Linked DNA regions of Mus musculus: all the other regions are linked to region 2. A link is a contact called in public HiChIP or PLAC-seq data. All regions are on one chromosome and are shown on one strand. Each heading gives the region's core, a stretch centred on a gene start, on an enhancer-like site or on the middle of the called end of the contact. The rest is flanking DNA. Distances are from core to core; before and after follow the strand shown. Region 1 has its middle 49 kb from the start of Icos. Region 2 overlaps Gm38137 (a long non-coding RNA gene). Region 3 has its middle 68 kb from the start of Icos.

Evidence for each region. HiChIP or PLAC-seq counts read pairs in DNA pulled down with a chosen protein or histone mark.
Region 1: a contact with region 2 is called in a BATF HiChIP or PLAC-seq map of CD8 T cells, with 8 read pairs. The contact joins two enhancer-like sites. A contact is called at or near these places in 1 of 39 promoter capture datasets (embryonic stem cells), 1 of 484 Hi-C or Micro-C datasets (CD8 T cells), 1 of 115 datasets of contacts at active chromatin or transcription factors (CD8 T cells) and 1 of 9 other capture datasets (liver).
Region 3: a contact with region 2 is called in a BATF HiChIP or PLAC-seq map of CD8 T cells, with 14 read pairs. The contact joins two enhancer-like sites. A contact is called at or near these places in 1 of 484 Hi-C or Micro-C datasets (CD8 T cells), 1 of 115 datasets of contacts at active chromatin or transcription factors (CD8 T cells) and 2 of 9 other capture datasets (adipose tissue and liver).

The regions. Positions count from the first base shown.
Region 1 is chr1:61,025,343-61,028,468 of GRCm38.p6, forward strand. No RefSeq gene overlaps it. Among named protein-coding and RNA genes, the nearest start is that of Icos, 49 kb to the left of the region's middle. Within about 2 kb of position 1,594, at least 13 of the 459 cell types and tissues checked have an H3K27ac peak or open chromatin away from gene starts, as enhancers often do. A contact at or near this core is called in CD8 T cells, where this site is marked.
Region 2 is chr1:60,873,367-60,876,779 of GRCm38.p6, forward strand. All of the region lies in intron 2 of Gm38137 (a long non-coding RNA gene), which reads left to right. Among named protein-coding and RNA genes, the nearest start is that of Gm38137, 11 kb to the left of the region's middle. Within about 2 kb of position 2,080, at least 17 of the 459 cell types and tissues checked have an H3K27ac peak or open chromatin away from gene starts, as enhancers often do. A contact at or near this core is called in CD8 T cells, where this site is marked.
Region 3 is chr1:61,044,575-61,047,670 of GRCm38.p6, forward strand. No RefSeq gene overlaps it. Among named protein-coding and RNA genes, the nearest start is that of Icos, 68 kb to the left of the region's middle. Within about 2 kb of position 1,672, at least 18 of the 459 cell types and tissues checked have an H3K27ac peak or open chromatin away from gene starts, as enhancers often do. A contact at or near this core is called in CD8 T cells, where this site is marked.

The sequences.
Region 1 (3,126 bases), core at 344-2,843, 150 kb after region 2:
GCCCCAGGCTCCCACTCAGCAAATGGATCCGAGTGCCCCCAAGTATCTCAGCTCTGCATCTGCAGGAAGCAGTAGTGGCAACTAACTAATGGGTTCTGGTCAACTAACCTGGGATGGATAACTATTAACTCTTAATAGACACTCACTACGGATAAACGGAGTGTTTGCCATTCTGTTCATTGTCTCATTTAATGGTCACACCACTGGGAGGAGGCAGCTTGGTGAGATTAGATAACCATGCAAGTTCCCACCATAGAATGAAGATCCGTCGCTAGACTTTTCAGTCTGAAATGTGCTTGCATTACCTTCTGTTCACCAACATATATCCTGACCCGCTAAGTTCTAACTCTAGCTCTGCTACCAACTGGCTGTGTAACTTTAGTAGGTTTCTTAAAGAGATATTGATGGACGTTGTTTCCAACATTTTGAGTCTCTTTCTGATTATGTTAGCTAACAAAGGCTTAGAAATAAATACGAACCGTGGGAGGAAATAATGTGACCAGTGTCAGCCTGGGTACCTAAAACAAATTTGGCCTCAGTAAGGTAAGACAGTAGAAAAAATTTCAAATGACAGAATTTTTAGAAGTTTAAACTCATGATTTAGAACTGCTGAATTCTTGAGGTAAGACAGGCAAGCAACATAGCAAGAAATAGAGAAGAACCCTTCAAACTGACAAACGGATTCCTTCCAATCTGTCCTTTCTTCTTCTGTGAGCATGGCAGGGCTGTGCTGATTGGTTCTTTTGACTTGGCTTTAGGTGTGGGTGGTAAACTCCTAAGTCAAATGATCAGTGTGCTTAAAAAAAGACAGAGAAGACATATAATGCTGTGTTTCCTAAGAAATAACATGATACTGGTTGTTCTTACACAAGAACTAAAGGGATTGTATGGGAGTAACTGTGTAGAAGAACTGTTAAGACCCTGATTGGTCAGTGTATCTGTGGCCACCACAGCTATCCTTCACAGATGAGAATTTGTTTTCCTGAAGGGTAATCAGACAAGAATTGGAGTTCTGAAACATGGGAGAATATAGATGAACTTTGAAAACCTTGACAATGTAAGTTCTGTTTAAAATACCTAGCATTTAGGATCTATCCTAACACCATTGGCATTATTGCTCCCATGTCTGAAAGTGAGACTATTTGTGATAGGAGTTCTCTCACAGTTCATGGCCCTTGCAATGGATTTGAGCACATAATCCTCTGAGGAGAATAATGGTGTTTCCTCCCGTTAAAAAGTATGACATGTTAAACATCCTTCATATCAGCAAGAATTCTTCTTATTTTCCCCCAACTGAAATGGAGGTATTAAAGGGAACCAGAGGACTTGGTTTTAAAACATAAGTTTTCCTTCTCCAAAAATTCACTAGAAAAATATTTTAGCTTCTTGTCCTGCTGTGGTCTTTGTTCAGAAGCAGAGGACAAATGGCAGCTCTGGTTCTTGTCACGGACGTGGAGAGATGATCTGTTTGCTTCATCTGCAAATTTATGTTGTTTTCCTTCAGAAGATTTTCTGTTATAGGCCACATGGTCTCTGACTGAGTCAAGTTGCAGATTCTTAGTCATTCAGAAACTTTCAACTCAGCCAGACAAAGTTAAATCGTGTGCAGAGTGTCCTCCACTCTCCTCAGCAAACTCCCAAAGCTTCTACAGATTTTGCATAGGTCTCTCATTCTGCAACTTAGAAGGAGACATCTACAAAAGATTTTTACCCAGAGAACGTGACAATGAAGACTTCTGCTCTTAGCGTTCAATTTTGGAATCTTCTGACTTTACATTTCTAAGGCAGAAACAATGTTAAATGGCTTTAGGCCAGAGAGTTGTTTTCATAACTTTTTATACAAGTGCCCCAACAAGTTGGATAGACCATGTGACATTTAAATGCCTAGAGGGTAAATTATAAAATTTCTGTGCATATAATACAGGTGACACGGGGAGGACTACTGGTGACATCGTCTTGTATTTGCCACCTCGCCCAGAACATTGGTTTTAGTGGGCATGGTTGGTTGAGGTATTAGAAGTAATTTGAAAGTAAACAAAAAGACTTAAAGAGTCCTGGTAGATGTTATTGACCCTGGTTATTTGTCTGGACAACTTTAGCCCTACTCTACATGGGCAAAACCAGCAGAAAGAGATCCTGTCTTTGCTTTCCATAGCAGCCTTCATCCCTCCTTTCGATGTCAGCCGAGCCCCACTCTGTGGAGCCTGTGATTTCTTGGCATCATTCTGTCATTCAGTTTTGTTCCTTCCTACATGTCTGGCCTTTCTAGAAGAAAGATGTAAGATAGGGATATACGGGAAATAACTGTCTTTGTTTGTGTCCTACCTACATCCTTCCTCTACCTACTCTTTACTGATGGGGCTGTGGTTGCACCCAAAGATGTCTGTCTCCAGAACTCAGTAGCCAATGAGGAAAAACCACATAGAAGTTGTTATGTCAACAGCATCTTAAAGCCACTTCACTTTCAGCAACATCTTCTGAACAGCCATGACAGGAGATAGCTTCGAAAAGTTCCCAGGATTACAGCTGGTTAGTCAGCACAGTTCACTTTACTTGAGACTTTCATTTCCTCAGTAGCACTGATTCTTCATTTAGCTCTGTTCTTTCCTTTTATTCCCAATAATAACCCCATTTAAAATCTCAATAGAGGGCTTAAATTGGTCCACTAACCCCCATCTACTCCTCCTGACTTCAGTTTTGAATTCTTTCCAGAGTGGGGTGATCTTAAACTTCCTAGAATAAGGATTTTCATTGTCATTGTTCTTCTGTTCATGAACCATTGACAGCTCCAAGCTATTCTTCAGTCCTGAAGCCTTGACTGAATCCACAGCATCCCAGCACTCTACCTTGACCTTCAAAGTTCATCAAATCAGGCTCCAACTATCTCTCTAGACTTTTTGCTCTTTACTTCCTTTAATTTTAGAAAGTTTTTTTCTCCAGCAAATTTGATTCAACCACTGTATCTCTTCTCCTATTGTTTCCAGCCTCAACCTCAAATGAATTCTGACACCAAGAGACAAATTACAATTTGGATCTCTAGGAATTTACTGTAGCAACTTTAGATCATTAGATCTTCAGTTATATTTTCCCATTCCCTCGTTCATCTCTTCACTGATGTAATGCCAA
Region 2 (3,413 bases), core at 830-3,329:
TAAAACTGAGGCAGGAGGACAGGTTAGGCCTGTGTGTGGGCATGTGCGTGTGAGGGGAGCACTAGGGCTGTGGTGAACTCCCTCAGACATCTGTTGCATGGCATTTAGCAGCTTTAAACAATGCCTGCCTCCTGATCTCACAGTCATGTAGGTCACAGATCTGGTTGGACAGGGTCCAGCTGGGTCTCTGGTTTTAAGTTTCACAATCCCAAATCAAGGTGTGGCATAGCTGACCACCATATTCCTTTCTAGGGGCTCTCTGAGTAAATCTACTTTTAATGGCATTCAAATGCTGGGGTGGGGGGAAATCCAATTACAGGGAGTTGTGGGAATGAAGTTCCTGTTTTGTCTGTCTCTCTGCCAGAGTGTAGGAATAGTTAGGTTTAGTCTTTGATTCTCTAGATCATGTGCTCCTTTTCTTGTCTTTAAAGTCAGCAGCAGCGGGTCACGTCCTCTTGCATCAGGTCTCTCTGACCTTTTTCTTCGCTTCCATTTCTCTTTTGCTTCCACTTGAAGAAATATTGATACTCTGAAGGGCTCTTGTGATTAGACTGGGCCTATTGAGCTCATCCAGACATCCAGACACATCCTCTGTGTTTAATGCCTCTATCCCAATCTTGTCTGCAATGTCTATCTTCTGCCACAAAACAACATTTTCAGAGGTTGCAGATGCTAGAGAACTGTTGTTCTGTTGACAACATATTTGTAGTTGTTGTCATCCATATATTCATCCCGGGTCTGATGTAGTGAGTGAGATGCATTCAAATCAGCATGTTAGCACTGTGTTCATAGCCCAATATTGATAAAACAATCCACTTAACCCACCATCCTCTGGAATGAAGTCGGTGGCTGGATACAGCCATGGGTGCATCCTAGGACCTTAAGTCCTCTGGTCTACTTACTCTTCATATGGTAAGAGTGTGGGAGTGAGGAGCAGCAGGAACTAGGAACGATGTTGGACCCTCTCTGGACTTCCTACCTCAGTTAAAGTGTAGATTGTGGGCGTACCCAGGCACCAAAGGAAATTTAATCCTCAAGAGAAGGGACCACTGGCATAAGGTGCAAGGGTTGGGGATCTCCTTCCAGCAGCTAAGCTGATGAGACCTTTAGAATTTCATTTTGCATTCATAAAAATTGTATTAGTGGAGCCTTTGTTGCTGCTGCTGGTGGTGGTAGTGGTGCGTGCGTGCGTGCGTGCGTGCGTGCGTGCGTGTGTGTGTGTTGTGTGATGCTGTAGAGGAGACAGCACAGAGGTTTCACTTTTGCTGGCTTTGATTCAAACCTTAGCTATGCCCCTTATAAATGAATGAATCACGTGGAACCTTGTCATATGTCAGAATCGAACCCGGTAATCATAGGCGTGACAGACATTACAGCTTTTTCACACTCACTCATGCTTATTATTATTTCTACCAATGTCATGATGTGTATTTGAGAGGGCACGTGTTAAAAAAAAACCTGGAATGTAATAGGCACGTCATACATTTCAATGTATTGATGAAGTCTAGCGATGATATGTTCTCTCTTACTCTCCGAGAGAGAACGGACATTCAGAGCACTTGCTCAGTCTGTGGTATACCTACTATCATTGACTAATTACAAATACCACTAAGGTGTCACTGAATGTGGGTGGCATGGATAAGACATGCCAGTAACTGGCTCTTCTGAGCAGGTACAAGCCAGCTCACCATCCATCCACCGACTGAACTCTGATGTGCTGGGCACAATTCAGTGCTGGAGAGATACAGTGTGGACTACAATTGAGTTTTACATTAGCTTCTCTGTTCTCTCTCTCTCTCACTCTCTCTCTCTCTCTCTCTCTCTCTCTCTCTCTCTCTCTCTCTCTCTCCTTCTTTCTTTTTTTCCTTCCCCAACAGAAGGCACGGGCCTCCAAAATACTTTGTAACTAGTTCCAGGTAAAGAAGTACAAACTTAGTGACCTCATAAGGTATGTCTTTGTGGTCTGCTGGAGCCAGAGGCAGAAATGTGACATCTGACCTCTTTACAAGCCACAACTGTTACTGCCACAGAGCTGAGAAGGGTGTGAATAAAGCCTGAAACGCTTGCTGCTCCTCTTACTGGTTTTGGGGTTAATGTTGGTGGAGAGACCTCATTTCCTGGAGGCTCACTCAGCAATACGACAAGGAGAAGGTGATGGTGCAGCCAGTCATTACCATTTGAACCTAATGACCCCGGTGAGAATAAGAGTCATTTCCCAGCTGTATGAGGTCACACCTATTAGCCATGCCCACATCTCTTACTCCCAAAGGACTTCATAGTCAGGGATTCCATTATGAGCAACATCTGATATTCTTAATAGGAAAGCAGGTCACCTGTCCTCAAAGCAGGGAAAGGAATTTTGTGAAGATCATGGAAAGAAACCCACTGAAAAATGTCTTTATAGACTGCCTGGGTATGTGCAGATGGATAAAACCAACCAGCAAGAAGAAACAGGTTGTCTTTGTTTGTTTGTTTTGTTTTGTTTTGAGACAGGGTTTCTCTGTATAGCCCTGGCTGTCCTGGAACTCACTTTGTAGACCAGGCTGGCCTCGAACTCAGAAATCCACCTGTCTCTGCTTCCCGAGTGCTGGGATTAAAGGCATGCACCACCACGCCCGGCTTAGTTTGTCTTTTCTTTATTGCCTTGAGTCATCCGTATACTGTAGGCTGCTTTATGTCATTTCTTAGAAGGTGATTTCTTTTTCAGGTTAAGTTTCCATATAGGGTGATATTAAGGAGGGAGAATACAATGCAAACAGCCACTGCTGTTTAGAAATGGCTGTTAAAGTCATGTTAATATCTTCCCTGTTTAACACTATACTTGGTTGGAATTTGATATAAATAGGGACCCTGATGGGTATGTATGGAATTATTGAGATTGTTTCATTCATTCATTGATTCATTAATTCATTCATTCATTTTCAACCATACATAAAATTATGAACGGAGGCTGGAGATATGGCTCAGTGATTAAGAGCAAGCACTTGCTGTTCCTGCAGGAGACCTGTGTTCTGTCACTAGCACCCACATGTTGACTCACAGCTGTCCAGTCCCAGGGGATCTGAGACCCTCTCCATCCGAGAGCACTAGGCACACATGTGCTTTGCATATATACATGTAGGCAAAAACATTGTTATACACATAAACTGTAATTTGAAAATCAAATAAAATGAAAAAGAAAATTACAGCATGTATTTAATGTGAATTCCTACTACCTCCCCAAGCTTTGTCATAAAGAAAATCTCTCAGGATTTCAAAAAACGGCTCCATAGTATAAATAGAACAAATTAAGACTCATGGGTAATAAGAAAGAAACTGCAGTTTATTTTTGGAACTGGAATGGGTCTGGATGGGGAGCATTTTCGTTTCAGTAGTGCCTAAATCCTTGGTGGTTTGTTTCAAAGTTTTTCCAT
Region 3 (3,096 bases), core at 422-2,921, 170 kb after region 2:
GCTAGTAACAGAAGCTGACATATTCCTATGTCTATGAAGCTACTTTGAGCAATGTTTCTGTTCATTGAAACTGAGATAGGAGCTTGATCAGTAGATTCAGCCAAGTTACATATGAAGCCTGAAAATTCCCTAAGTTTTTTTTTTTTTTTTTTTTTTTTTGTGTGTGTGTGTGTGTGTGTGTGTGTGGTTTTAATGCTACTTTCATCATGCCAAGAACACTAAGGAAGCTTACCACTTATTACCTTAGGGATTGGCCAGTGTCTGCCCCCTCCTGCTCCTTATTGGGGTTACAAGCATATGTCACCACTTCCAGCTTTTAATATAGGTTTTAGGGCTCTGAACTCAGGTCTTCATGCTTGCTCAGCAAGTATTTAACCCAGCAGGCCATCCCAGATCCCAAATAACCATGTAAGGGTTCTCACCTATAAACAGGTTCCCACGGCTTCTATTCTGAGAGTAGATCTTGACCGTATCTCCTGAACATTCTGTTTGTTCAGGTTTCAGGGTGGCAGTCTGTTCTACAACTGTACCTAATGGTGGGTCCAGGGAAAGTTTGATTTTTTTTTCATTTGTCTGATGTTTTCTGGTCATAAAAACAGCACTGATTATTTCCAATCCTTATCCACAGCTGAGGCAGGAAATCACAAGTGAATTTTGGTTGCCTGTTTCTCCATTCCTTGATATCTACCTTGGTCATCATGCAGCAGGCAAGACAGGCTCTGGCCACATTCTTTACACTTTTGCCAAGAACTTATTGAGGCCCTGGGAACCATATACTTGGCCAAAGAAATCAAGTATTTCTTCTCAGCTCAACATCCTGCCTCACTGACCATAACCCGGGGCACTATCCATCTCTCAGATTCCTTTCAGCACTTGTCAAGTTCAATCACTTATTAATGAGTCAAAACATCTTTTAATGTAGCTCCAATTCTGGTCTGATCATAATTTACCCACAAATCACTTCTCTCAGTCCCCTTTCATCACAGTCTCCAATTGATAAATTTCTCTGTCATTTGTGTTATTGTATGTTTTGGGACTTAACGAACCAGCTCATCTCAGAGAGGGAGAAAATAATTGGAATATTTTATCTTTATGATTGCTGTGTAGGGATATATTTGTGATCTGAGTTTATTTTGAGGAAGCTTCATGGATGAAGATACCTGTGGCCATCCCACTCAAGGGATTTCATTCACACTTTAGATTATGCAAGTAACTCGGAGCATAATACATTTAGAAACCTTAGAGGATGTGAAGTTTTGGAGTAAGAGGCAATAAGTCCATTGGTGGCATACATCTTTAATTTCAGGCACTTGGAGGTAGGGGCTGGTGGATCTCTGTGAGTTTCAGCAGAGGTTGCTCTACAGATTGAGTTCCAGATGAGCAGGGTGGCATAGTGAAGTCCTGTGTAAAAACAGGAGGGTGGGTGTGTGAAATCAAGTGACAGTTTCTGCAGATGAGTGTTCAATCATTGTAGTCTTGTCCCTTAACTACTGCAGCTGAAGTTAAATTCTTAACAATGGTTGTGATTTGAGTATATTCCTACCAGTAGATAAAAAAAAAACAAAAAACAAAAAAAAAAAAAACAAAAAAAAACCTCGTGGTTTCTGGACATGTTTCTAAATCTTTTTAGGTCATGTGGTTTGGTGGCTTGCGTATTTTATGACTTCTCTGAACACCGGAAGAATCTAAAATGAAGTTGAAACAGATCATCATTCAAGTTACTGTGACCATATTTCATATGAATATGTTTTGCATGCAAAAGGAAAATAGAATATGTCTTTTACAGGTTTCTGTTCTACATCAGTCAGTGGGAGAGTTGAACTATCTTTGTGGTGATATTAATTTGACTTACAATTAGCTTACAAAGTGTATGCTTGCTTTGGTGTTGTGAGCAGTTATAAGTTAAGATATGAAGGCTGTCTGCTATCTCTACTTCAGTCTCAAGCCACAACATGACTCAGACTAGATTTTGTTCTCTCTGAATTCTGCTAAAGAAGCATATGAGTTACAAATGTGACTAAGTAAGGAATTGTGTTTTCTTGGTAAAGCTCTATAATGTTACCAGTACCTAGTCACTGTGTTTTCTACCTAACCTGCTGAAGATCTGCTTTTGGATTAGACCTGGGACTATAAGTTGGGTTCAAGGATGAATGGGGATGAAGGTTTGGATTCACTTAAGAACATCTTTATTGTTTTATATTTATTTATTTTTATTTTATGTGTATGAATGTTTCCCCTGAATGTATAAATATGAACATGTGTGTCCAGTATCTAGAAGCCAGAAACAGTATCAAATTCCTTGGAACTGAAGTTATAGACAGTTGTGAGCCACCACATAGGTTCTGAAAACCAAATCTGGGTCCTCTGCAAGAGCAGTAAGTGCTTTTAACTACACTTGAGAACCTCTCCCTCCCTCCCTCCCTCCCCCCCCTCCCTCCCTCCCTCCCTCTCTCTCTCTCTCTCTCTTTCTCTCTCTCTGTCTCTCTCTCTTCTCTTCTCTTTGTCTCTCTCTTTGTCTCTCTCTGTCTCTCTCTTTCTCTGTCTCTCTCTTTCTCTGTCTCTCTCTCTCTCTCGTGTGTTTTTACTGATTTTGTTGTTGTTGTTGTTGTTGTTGTTAGGGACTGGGGTAAATTACTCTTAGCAGGATCTAGACTGGAACAGCTAGAAATTCCCCATGTGAATTGTCTCTGGGCTGGTCCAGGTGTAGCCCATTATAAACATACATAACATATAAGCCCATGCTTTAAAGGAGAGCCAAATTTAGTATCTCACAAATACCTTCTTTTCACTCAAGCATCCAACCTCATGTCCAGGGCTTGAGAACATGTGTAAGTTCTCATAACTGCTGCTGGTGGCAACTCCTCTGCAAATACTACACTAAGAGAGAACGTTCTCCAATGAGCTTAACTCTGTACACAGGTGGACCCATTCTTCCTTGGGCAGGGAACATGATGATTGCTTAATCAGATTCCATTTAAGTCAGCCTTGTGCTGAGGATGCTTTGGTAACCTTCAGACAGCATGCTCATAACACTTTTTGGCTTGAAGTTTCTCTAACGTCACATAGAAAGCGCATGTCCAGGTCTGGCATTCTTGA